2 separate regions of the Triticum aestivum genome follow, and region 1 is linked to region 2. Evidence: chromatin contacts called from public Hi-C data. All regions are on one chromosome and are shown on one strand. The core of a region is the stretch at or near the end of the contact, and the rest is flanking DNA. Distances in the headings are between cores, read along the strand shown.

Evidence for each region. Hi-C and Micro-C count contacts between places; a contact is called where the count stands out from the background.
Region 1: a contact with region 2 is called in a Hi-C map of leaf, with 3 times the contacts expected there. The contact joins the promoter of LOC123045883 here to the promoter of LOC123045878 in region 2. A contact is called at or near these places in 2 of 5 Hi-C or Micro-C datasets (both in leaf).

Annotation. Positions count from the first base shown.
Region 1 is chr2B:534,767,906-534,773,230 of IWGSC CS RefSeq v2.1, forward strand. LOC123045883 (COX assembly mitochondrial protein 2 homolog) reads left to right here and starts at 2,274. Exons shown (of 4, transcript XM_044469112.1): 1 at 2,274-2,624; 2 at 5,236-5,304. The coding sequence starts at 5,260.
Region 2 is chr2B:533,844,508-533,849,671 of IWGSC CS RefSeq v2.1, forward strand. It overlaps LOC123045878 (protein NRT1/ PTR FAMILY 4.5), which reads left to right and starts at 3,232. Exons shown (of 7, transcript XM_044469105.1): 1 at 3,232-3,605; 2 at 4,250-4,293; 3 at 4,708-4,846; 4 at 4,981-5,164. The coding sequence starts at 4,759. It overlaps LOC123045879 (protein NRT1/ PTR FAMILY 4.6), which reads left to right. Exons shown (of 4, transcript XM_044469107.1): 2 at 649-1,089; 3 at 1,459-1,577; 4 at 1,829-2,779. The coding sequence ends at 2,618.

The sequences.
Region 1 (5,325 bases), core at 1,024-3,523, 920 kb after region 2:
TCCAAAGGCCTGAAATAAATCCAGAAAAATTCGAACACCAATGTCAAGCCTAAGACTTAAGACCTGATGGGTTTGGGATACCACTATCCTAATCATCCAAGCACATGTTGGTTCGCATTAAGATCAGGGACCTCCTATACGACGCATTTTGCGTCACATAGGAATCCGACGCAAAGCGGGTGTGCTAACTGGGCCGGCCCACACGGTGCGAGGTGGGAAATGATGAATGCGAAATCTCTATGAACGTGCACACACACATCCTAGTCTGCTCTCACTGAACGCACATCGTCCAAAGGCTTGAAATAAATCCAGAAAAATTAGCTGGCGGCGGCAGCTCGAGCACCGCACCTCTGATCGCCGAAAGTCATCCCCCGCACAGATCCGTCGCCAGCTCGAGCACCACACCCCACTTTCATGGCCGGCTAGAAGGTGATTGATGGTAGGCCGCGGTGGGAGGCAGAGACATGGGGGAATAAATGGTGACCGACTCTGCGTGAGTGGATAAAGAAAGAGGGACATAGCGGTGGGCGTGAGGAATAAGATGCATGCGTGGCAGGTATGCGGGCCGCACGATTCACTTGGATCAAGCGAAGTGTGTGAGGCCGGCTTAAGTTCCGGCCGATCGTCCGGGTTTAATTGTCTCCCTTTACCTATCAGGCTAGATACAGAACCGGATATCAGATATTGAAATTGGATTCGGAGTAGGATATGGTACACACATTATCCCGCAGATGCCGGATATTCATTTTTAAGATCAGATTTTTTTAACATAGAAATACGCATATGCTCATACATACGCACATACACTCATCTCTATGAACGTGCACACACACATCCTAGTCTGCTCTCACTGAACGCACATCGTCCAAAGGCTTGAAATAAATCCAGAAAAATTCGAACACCAATGTCAAGCCTAAGACTTAATACCTGATGGGTTTGGGATACCACTATCCTAATCATCCAAACACATGTTGGTTCGCATTAAGATCAGGGACCTCCTATACGACGCATTTTGCGTCACATAGGAATCCGACGCAAAGCGGGTGCACTAACTGGGCCGGCCCACACGGTGCGAGGTGGGAAATGATGAATGCGAAAAAAGAAGAGTTGTTGAGATTCGAACCTGCGACCGCACACTCATTTGTGCGAGTGCTGCTAGCCAAAGCGCCTTTCGAGTTCTACTGACGGAAGTACAACACGATACTAGAAGACCTAAATCCAGCCGCAAAACATAGCACTTGAAAACAGTCACGAGCAGATTTCCAAAAAATGGAGCAAAAAATTGTACTTCCAAACAATCTTGACAAACACAACCAAATGTTCAAAATTATGAATACATTTTGATTTTGAACAAAAAATTGGAAATCCCGAACATTTTTTGAAATCAAGAACAAAATTTCAACATGGGATTTTTATTAAAATCCCAAATATTTTCTGAATTTAGAGAACAAAATTTGACCATGGGGACAAAAAAATAAAAATGCCGAACATTTTTTAATTTAGACACTTTTCTTTAAATTCGAGACCAAAAGTTTAACATGGGAACAAAAATCGAAAATCCCAAATATATTTTGAATTTGGAGAACAAAATTTGAAGTAAAGGAACAATTTGAAAATCCCAGACAAATTTTGGGAACACGAATAATTTTTTAATACATATAAAAATGGAAACTGTTTAAAAAATTTGAAAATTCTATATGTTTTATGAACATTCGGTTATTTTTTGGAAAGAAGCAAACAAAACTTCTGAACACTTTTCCAAATTTCTGAACAAAATTTTTAAAAAAGGTTTTTTTTTTAATTTCGAATAATATTTTTGAAATTTCAACATTTTTTAATTTCCTATATATTTTATAAAAAGTAAAAATAAAAAGCAAATTGGAAACAAAGACAATAAAACCGGAAAGAAAAAACAGTTAATAAATTAAAAGAAAATCATAAAAAGAAGAGAAAAGTAAAATGAAAACAAAAAAAAACAGAATAGAAAAAAGCCAGTTCAAGAACTTCCTAGAAGTTTCAAAAACCATAGAAAACCGGCTGGAAACCTCTGAAAAGGTTCCCAAAACCGGGAACGCTGAAATGCCTAAACGGGCCGGCCCAATCCTAACGACCAATGCGAAACATGACGCAAAGTGCGTCAAATAGGGATTTTTTTAAGATCAGATTGTCCGATCCGACCAATTCGTAAAAATCCATTTTCAGTCCAATGCCCCCCATGCAGCTTTGTCTCGGAAAAGCCCACTACTGCCCACGCATCAACGAGCTGATAAAAAAGAAAAACACCGAACGAGGTCTCGCCGATCTAATCTCCCACACACACACACGAGCACACGACACACGACGGCGCGGCGGGGCACGCCTGCTACGTCCGTACTTCGCTGGTCGCCGTCCACAGTTCCACCCAGCGAGCGTCCTCCTTCACCGGCCTCTCTCTGCCGTCGACGCCTCGCCCCTCCTTGCTCACCAATTCTCATCTGCGGAGCCGCCTAAAGAGAACGAGCGGCCGCTCCGGCCACCGGCTAGATCTGCAGCACCATCACTCCACCAGCCCACCCCCGTGATCTACCTGCTGTCGCCGGCCCTCTCTCCCTCTGCAGCACCACCAACTGAGGTGGAGTTCAACAGTGAGCACTTTTCCCCTCCACTCCTTTTCTGCAAGGTTGTATTCAAGAACTGTTTTTTGAAGCTTCTCCTGTAGCTGTAGTTCTCATGATGTGATGGTGCTACATTTTGCAAATCAAACACGAAGATAGAACAAGAAAAATTGTAGGTTCCATGTCAGTGTATGTGTGTGTATCACAAATTTAGGATGGCATAACCTGCACTGCATGTCTGATCTAGTGTTCTTACAAAGTGTTGCTGTTGTATTGTCAATTATAATTACTCGAAATTGTCAAGGAAGCAAATCTCTAGTGGTGATGAGGATTGAGGATAACCAAGTTTACCTTGCTTCCATTATTTATCCAGCTTGGTAAGCTAATTGCTTCAGTTAGTATGATTAGTAATGTCAAAACATATTTTTCATGAAAATGAATTGTATTGCTTCATGATGTTAAGTTTTTTTCAGATTATCCTCAATTGAAAATGAATTGCATTGCTTCATGAAAATCATTGTACTATTGATATCACATTTTTTCATGAAAATGAATTGCATTGCTTCCATTGAGGATAACCGAGTGTTTGCTGCTTATAATAATTAATATCATCGACTGCGACTGATTTTGATATTACTTGCCACAGAAACATAATTAACATAAACTGTAGACACCAAATTGGACTCAATTGACAAGTTTACATGCCTACGTAAAGCAAAGACAGAATACAAAACTTTCTTGGGCTGTAACAAATTTGATTATAGAATCACAACTCAAAACAATACAAATCAAGTAAACAACTAGCCATGACTATAAGTTTGCAACTACCAACCATTGTTTTTAAGGCGGTAAGGCGAGGCGAGGCGCTGGGGGGGGCGCCTCACTGCCTAAGCGCTAAGGCATAAGGCGAGGCGACGCCTTAGAGAGTTCTATCTTCTATGCAACAGAATTAAGTAGAATTTGGTAGGCATTAGGCAACTAGGCATACAGCCATACACAGCTTGCTGCTGCCTGCTGCCTTGGAGAGGTGCTGCTTGCTTGCTGTCCTGGAGGAGGGAGAACTGCAGGAGAGGAGGGGGATGGGGATCTGCCGGAGAGGAGGGGGGAAGCTGCCGGAGAGGAGGGGGGAAGCTACTGTAGAGGAGGGGAGAAGCTCAGATCCAGCCTGAGGTGGGGGGGGGGGGAAACTGAAACTGGTTACAGCTCTCTCTCTCTCTCTCCCTGCTAGTAACTGTTGGCACCAAAACAGACTTTCCCGCCCTTTTCTTCCCTCCCAGATCTCTGTTTCCCGCCTGAACCTCCCAGCCCTGTCTAAGGCGTCCTCATTTGCCTAAGGCAGGCAGAGTGGCGCCTAGGCGGACGCCTTAGAGACACAGGTAAGGCAAGGCCGACGCCTTGGCTCCTGGGGGCGCCCTGACGCCTAGGCGTCGCCTAAGCCACGCCTTAAAAACAATGCTACCAACTAGCCATATTTTGATTTCACCGTAGGTCTGAAGACTCAAGTACTCCCTCCGTCCCAAAATTCTTGTCTTAAATTTATCTAGATACGGATGTATCTACCACTAAAACGTGAATAGATACATCCGTATGTAGACAAACTTAAGACAAGAATTTTGGGACGGAGGGAGTAGTACTCAAAGAGTATTTTCTACAACCACAGTGACACTAGTCAAGGTTCGCAACTCTCAGTACACTAGTTACCTCAAGCTTGATGGATCAACCTGATTAAGCCGTTTAGGTCTTCAGGAAGACACCGCTGCGCCAAGTTTGGAGTTAGTCGCCACCGCGCCAGGGGCCGCTGCCGTGCAAGTGTGAGGAAGGGAGGGTGGGACCGGGTAGCAGAAGCAATGGGAGGTCGGGTGTTTGGGGGGGGGGGGGTGCGACGAGGCGGCGGCTGCGGCGTTTGCCTCGACTGGAAGAGGACAACACGAGCAAGTAGCAACAGCACACAGGCGACGGGCTCGTTCTTGGGCTGTAACTTAAGCATGGGACTTTTTCATTTTTTTAATTAAGTTACAGCCCAAGAAAATGTGATGGCCTGGGTAGCTGTTACATCGGACTTCTTCATTTTTTAATAAAATACAAAACCTGTCAATTGAGTCCAATTTGGTGCTTTCAGTCTATGTTAAGTATGTGTTCTGTGGCAAGTAATATCAAAATCAGTCGCAATCGGTGATATTAATTATTATAAACAGCAAAGACTCGATATTCTAGACATTTACTTGTGAGTTCAGTCACGCAGCTCAGTACCCAGCAGCCATCCCAAACGGCATGATTTGCTTCCATAGAAAGATGCACCTCATGGGCTATGCTAGCTGACCACCAGCTCGATTCTGCCCAAGCCCCAGCTCAGCCAAATCTCTTCTGTAGTTTACTGTCGTTGTGCCCTACACATATTACAAACATTTGCTCCTCTGTGTCACTTGTCCATTATTTTGCAAGTCTGCCTGTGCAAGGTATAGATCTTGTTTTATGACAGGATCTATAGTAGAGGTACTGTTACAACAGAAATATAAGGTTGTGTTTGCTGGTATGTATCGATGTTAGGCGCCACTTCTAGTTTGTAGTGTCACAGTCTGTCATTTGTAGAAGAATCTACTTCGAGGATCAGATCTTGCTAATTTGGGCAACTTTCATGCAGGCTCACATTCCTACATCTTTGGAAATGCATCCCCATCTAACCCTACACAGGCATCCTATGTGTGCTGAGGTATCTTTGTACTGACCTTTG
Region 2 (5,164 bases), core at 1,982-4,481:
ACTTTATCGCTGGCGCATATATCCAGCGAACCACTGCTATATTTGTATTCAGTCCCCTTGCAGTCCTGGTAATCCCCTTGCCCATTAAACTCCCTGTAAGAGTCAATCAAGCCTAATAGTGAAGCAGCAAACTTTTAATGGCCTTCACTATCTTGGTACTATCAAGTAAACTGTAAAGCTTTATGTTTCCCTTTGGCTTCTTAAGTTTCTATTTAGGCTACCAGGTTGAAGTAGAGATGCTGTAGTGAAGCATATTATCTAGAATTTAGTTCCCTTCTTTTTTGTTACTGACTACTGCAAGTATTGTATAAGATATACAATTTTAGTCTTCTATAAAGACAATAAACATAAGAGCATGAACCAAGGGTTGATACTATTTTGTTTCAGTAACTGACCAATTCAAGAGAGTGACCGCCCGTTGATTGAGCAATCTGCCAACAACTTAGACAATTTTGACCATCTGTATCAGTGTATGATCATGGTCCCATATACTCCGTTCCATAATTCTTGTCAACGGGCGGTCATTGTATGGAACGGAGGGAGTACTTAACAGTAACTACTATCAGATCAGTTAGGTATCTAATAATTGTGATTGTGGAAGTAGATGACAAATCCTGAATTCTAAATATTTTCTGTTGAACGACACAGGGCTATATGTTGCTAGCATTGCAGGCATACTTGCCTTCACTACATCCTCTGGATTGTGAGATAAACAAAGAACCAAACAACTGTGAGTCAGCTAAAGGTTGGAGCTTAACACTGCTCTACTTGAGCTTATTAATGTTTGCCATCGGAGAAGGCTGCATGCGCGCTTGCATACCATTGCTTGGTGGAGATCAGTTCAGCAATGATGATCCAAAAGAAACACATCTCAAGAGTACGTTCTTGAGCTGGATCAAGTTTGCAAACTCTGTTGGAGCACTAATGGGATTGGTATTCTTAGTCTGGATCGAGAACAATTTGGGCTGGGCCCTTGGCTTTATGATATCTGCACTTATTGTACTTGTAGGGCTGTTTGTGGCAGCCAGTGGACTGCCTTTCTATAGAACACAGAAGCCTAATGGAAGTCCTCTAAAGGGAATATTGCAGGTAAAACTTCATACAGAGCACAGTATGCATGCTAATTATGAAGGTTCCAGTACTCATTATTCTCATGTCATCGTTCCTTCATCCTACTCCAAGTGAACAACACAATTCTAGACTATCCGGTCCAAGTTTTACAGGGTCGAACAGAATTTTGCTTGATCCCAATGCACTGTATTAGTCATTCTTATAATCTTAATCCTGAAAGGTCACCATGTCCCATCCCTAACTAGCATATTAGTTACTCATCAAGCAATAAAGGAACCAACACGCTAATTTTCAAAAATTGAATGTGTCTCATCCTGCATCTATTAAGTTAAAACAAGAAAAACTGAAGATGCAAATGGTTCTCAACATTCAAGTTATATTCTCCAGGTTCTTGTCACTTCATCAAAGAAGAGGCAGGTTGCTACCATAGATGTTATCGAGCTGCAGGAGATAGGAGCAGCGGATAGTGTTGATGGGGAAGGCAAATCTGACAGCAAGAGCACTGGGTAAGTTCCTTAGTGGTCAATATTCCCTAACTCTTGCTTTCTGTTTAGCTAATTGTTAGTACATTTATATTTCTGAAAATAAGTAGAAGTGTTACATCCTAGGATGTCAACAATTTAAAGAGTAAAAGAAATGCCCGGACGTAGCAATATCGTGATATTAACTCAAGTACTCAACTATAATCCTTTTAGCATATTCTTGGAAAAATCTAGAATATATTTGATGGAGGTAACAATTTATTTTCATTCTGTAGCACCACTCAGATCGAGGAGTTAACAAAGGCCATCACCCGAATGCTTCCAATCTTCATCAGCTGCTTGCTCATCTACCTGCCCTTCACGCTGCTAATGACACTAACGATACAAGTCGGCAGCACCATGGACAAAGGGATAGGCACGATCCAGATACCTTCCGCCTCTCTCATTGCAATCCCAACAGCATTTCACATGCTTATGCAACCATTCTACAGGCAGATATTGACGCCACTGCTAGAAAGATTTACAGGCCACACACACGGAATCACCCCACTGCAGAGTATCGGTGCTGGCTCGGCGTGCGGGGTAGCAGCAGCATGCCTTGCGGCGATAGTGGAAACAAGAAGGCTGACAGTCGCAGAGCAGCATGGGCCAACATCGACAGGAGCAGGCGTCCCGATGTCCGTGTTCTGGTTGGTTCTGCAATTCTTCCTGCTAAGCATCATGGATGCAGCATCCTTCAGTGGACTGATTGAGTTCATAAAGAGCGAGTCATCTCCGGAAATGAAGCTGATAGCACCGGCAGCGCAGTCCATCGTTGCTGGAATAGCAGCCTGGTTAGCAAGTGCCTTCATACAGCTAGCGAACAACGCGTCGCGACACGGCAATGGTGGAAGAGGGTGGCTAGATGGAGCAGACTTCAACAGGACACGCCTTGATCGTTTCTTCTTGTTGCTGGCAGCCATCGAGCTGGTGGCACTCATCAACTATGCTTTCTGGGCGAGGAGATATGCCAAGACGCAACGGAGCAGTGGTGCTGGATTAGTTGGTGATAGCTCTGAAAACTAAATAGCCAAGCATAGCGAGATACATAGGCAATAGGTGATAGACCAAATATTTTTTGATGAATTGTCTTAGTTAGCGTATCAGTGCTATACATACTGTAACTGAGAAATACTGTAATATCCACCAATCAATATTCAGCAGTGATCGATAAAATGTGTCATACAGATACGTTACCTTTCATTGAAAAGAAAAAAAAGAAGTGTCATCTCACCAAGTCATCGATAGATTCGTCGAACATCAAGGTGGAATCATGGTAGATGGGAGTAATTGGGTAAGAACCATTGTATATGCCATGTTCCCAAGTCGATACCCTCGCAGCCTCCCCGCTGAAGGCCTCACCGCGGCGGCACCCCAAACTAAACACGAAACGCGGTGGCCGGAAAGTAAAAGGGATAAAGCAGTTCAGATGGGGAGAAGGAGAACCTACCGCGGCGAGTCTCCGGCGAAGCGCGCGGGGACCAGAGGTGTCGGACAATGCGGGGACCGAAACGGCGAGGTGGACGGCTCGGCTCGGCGGGGGACGGCGGCGGCGTGAAGAAATGCAGGTGGGTAGTCCAGTTTACTGCGTCAGCTGGGACCAGCTTATCTGTCACACCGACGAGTGGGTCCCACCTGTCAGCATGTTCTTCTTGCTCCTCTTCCTCTTTCTCTCTCTCCTTTCCTGTTCGGCTCTTCCCCCTCACCAATCAATCACAACCGCCCGGCAGTTTTCAGGGTTGGCAGGGCGCGGGCAGAATCTACGTCTGAGGGCAGACAAGGAGTGCGGATGCGGACCGTGGCGGCGGCGGCGGCGGCGGCGGCTGAGCCGTTGGCTGCGGCAGCGCGATGGAGGGACTCGGTGGATTTAACCCACTCAGAGCCAGCCTCTGGCCACCGGCGCCCGCCCGGCGGCCACTCGCCCTGCCTCCGAGGCCCCGTATTCTTCCCATCGATCCCAGATTGAGGCGGAGATGCCGCGGAGAGAATTCAGCCCCCAGGAGAATGGGGAAGGTATGTTTTCAGTTTATGCGTGTCAAACTTGACATGCATTGCTTTGGCAGATTCTTGTTGCGGCATGTACAACATGACCATGTGGATAATGGTTAAGAACTCAACAACTGTATCTCTTTCTTCTTAGCTTTCAACTCTCACACATGACTTTACTGTTGCCGATATGTCGTTTTTTTTGTCGGACTGTTCGTGCTTGGCTGTGTGCATCCTCACTATGGAGAGGCCGGGTGTTGCTTATCATGCTTTATATCCGTTTGATGCTACATTTTGAGTTAATAAAAGTGCCCTTTATCAGAAAAAAAACTCTCACATGTCACAAGCATACGCATTCTTGTAGTAGGCACGACATCAGCAGTACACCATAACCTCACAAGCTAGATGGATACTTGGATATGGATGAAAATGATGCGGGGATGATGAATATACCACAAAGCTCATTCCATTTGGAAGTGTACGGCGTAGTTTGACTGTCCAAGCTCAAGCTCTGACCAGCAAGCAGTACAGCAGTGTGAACACAAAGTTGATACCTTATGCCATACATTTGCAAACAGGGTGGGGGGGGGGTATGATTTTTGTCTTGACTCAATGCATTGAGCACGGATTGATAATATTTTACGTCTGAGTTTTTATTACATTGTTGTCAGGTCGCTTTCATACGCGAGCCAAGCCTTCCAGTTCATAAGCTAAGGTGCACTACTTTAAAGGAAGTTAGCCTATCAAAGGACTTACTCTCGAAACAATTAATGAATAAGGAGCTAACTTACAACATGTTGCTATCAGGATGATGGCACACTGATATCAATATCTGCTAGTTGTTGATACTTATTGACTTCAATAGCCTCATTGTACATGCACCTAATCTTTTTTTTTCTACTTCATCATTGCTCAATGTCTTTTGTAATTCCCAAATTTTTAGTTAGTAGGAATTATGAACAATGGGAGTCAAATTATTGTTGATGGTTGATAAAATGGAAGTCAAATTAGTGTTGATAGTTGGTAAGAATGGCATTAAATATTTAAGAATGTTTGATTAATCCTGTTGATGCTGTCACTCCTTTGAATATGGATATCACCTGCTTATTTATACCCCTCTTATGGTCAGGGATGCTACGGGCAGGCAGACAGGCAGTGAGTAGGAGGAATAAGAGGCACCATGGCACTAGTAGGCTTTGTGGATTGGAGGGGAAACGCCATCAGGAAAGAGGTGCATGGTGGAGTCAGAGCAGCATGGTTCTTGTACGGTAATTCACTATACACCGAATCTAGTATGCAGACATTTATATATGTGTGGCCAAACAACATCTCACTGTTCTATTTTCAAGCTTCTGTTCTGAGTTCAAAACATTGAACCATTTTTTTGTAATCTCCCTTGCAGTTCTGACTGTGGTAACCAACGTGGTTATTATCCCAAACCTGCTGAATCTGGTTACTTATCTTCATGGAACAATGCATATGGGGGTCTCGGCCTCTGCAACTACAACCACTAATTTTTTTGGTGCCACATCCGGGTTTGCAATGATAGCAGCTTTCCTCTCCGACTCCTACATTACTCGCTTTAG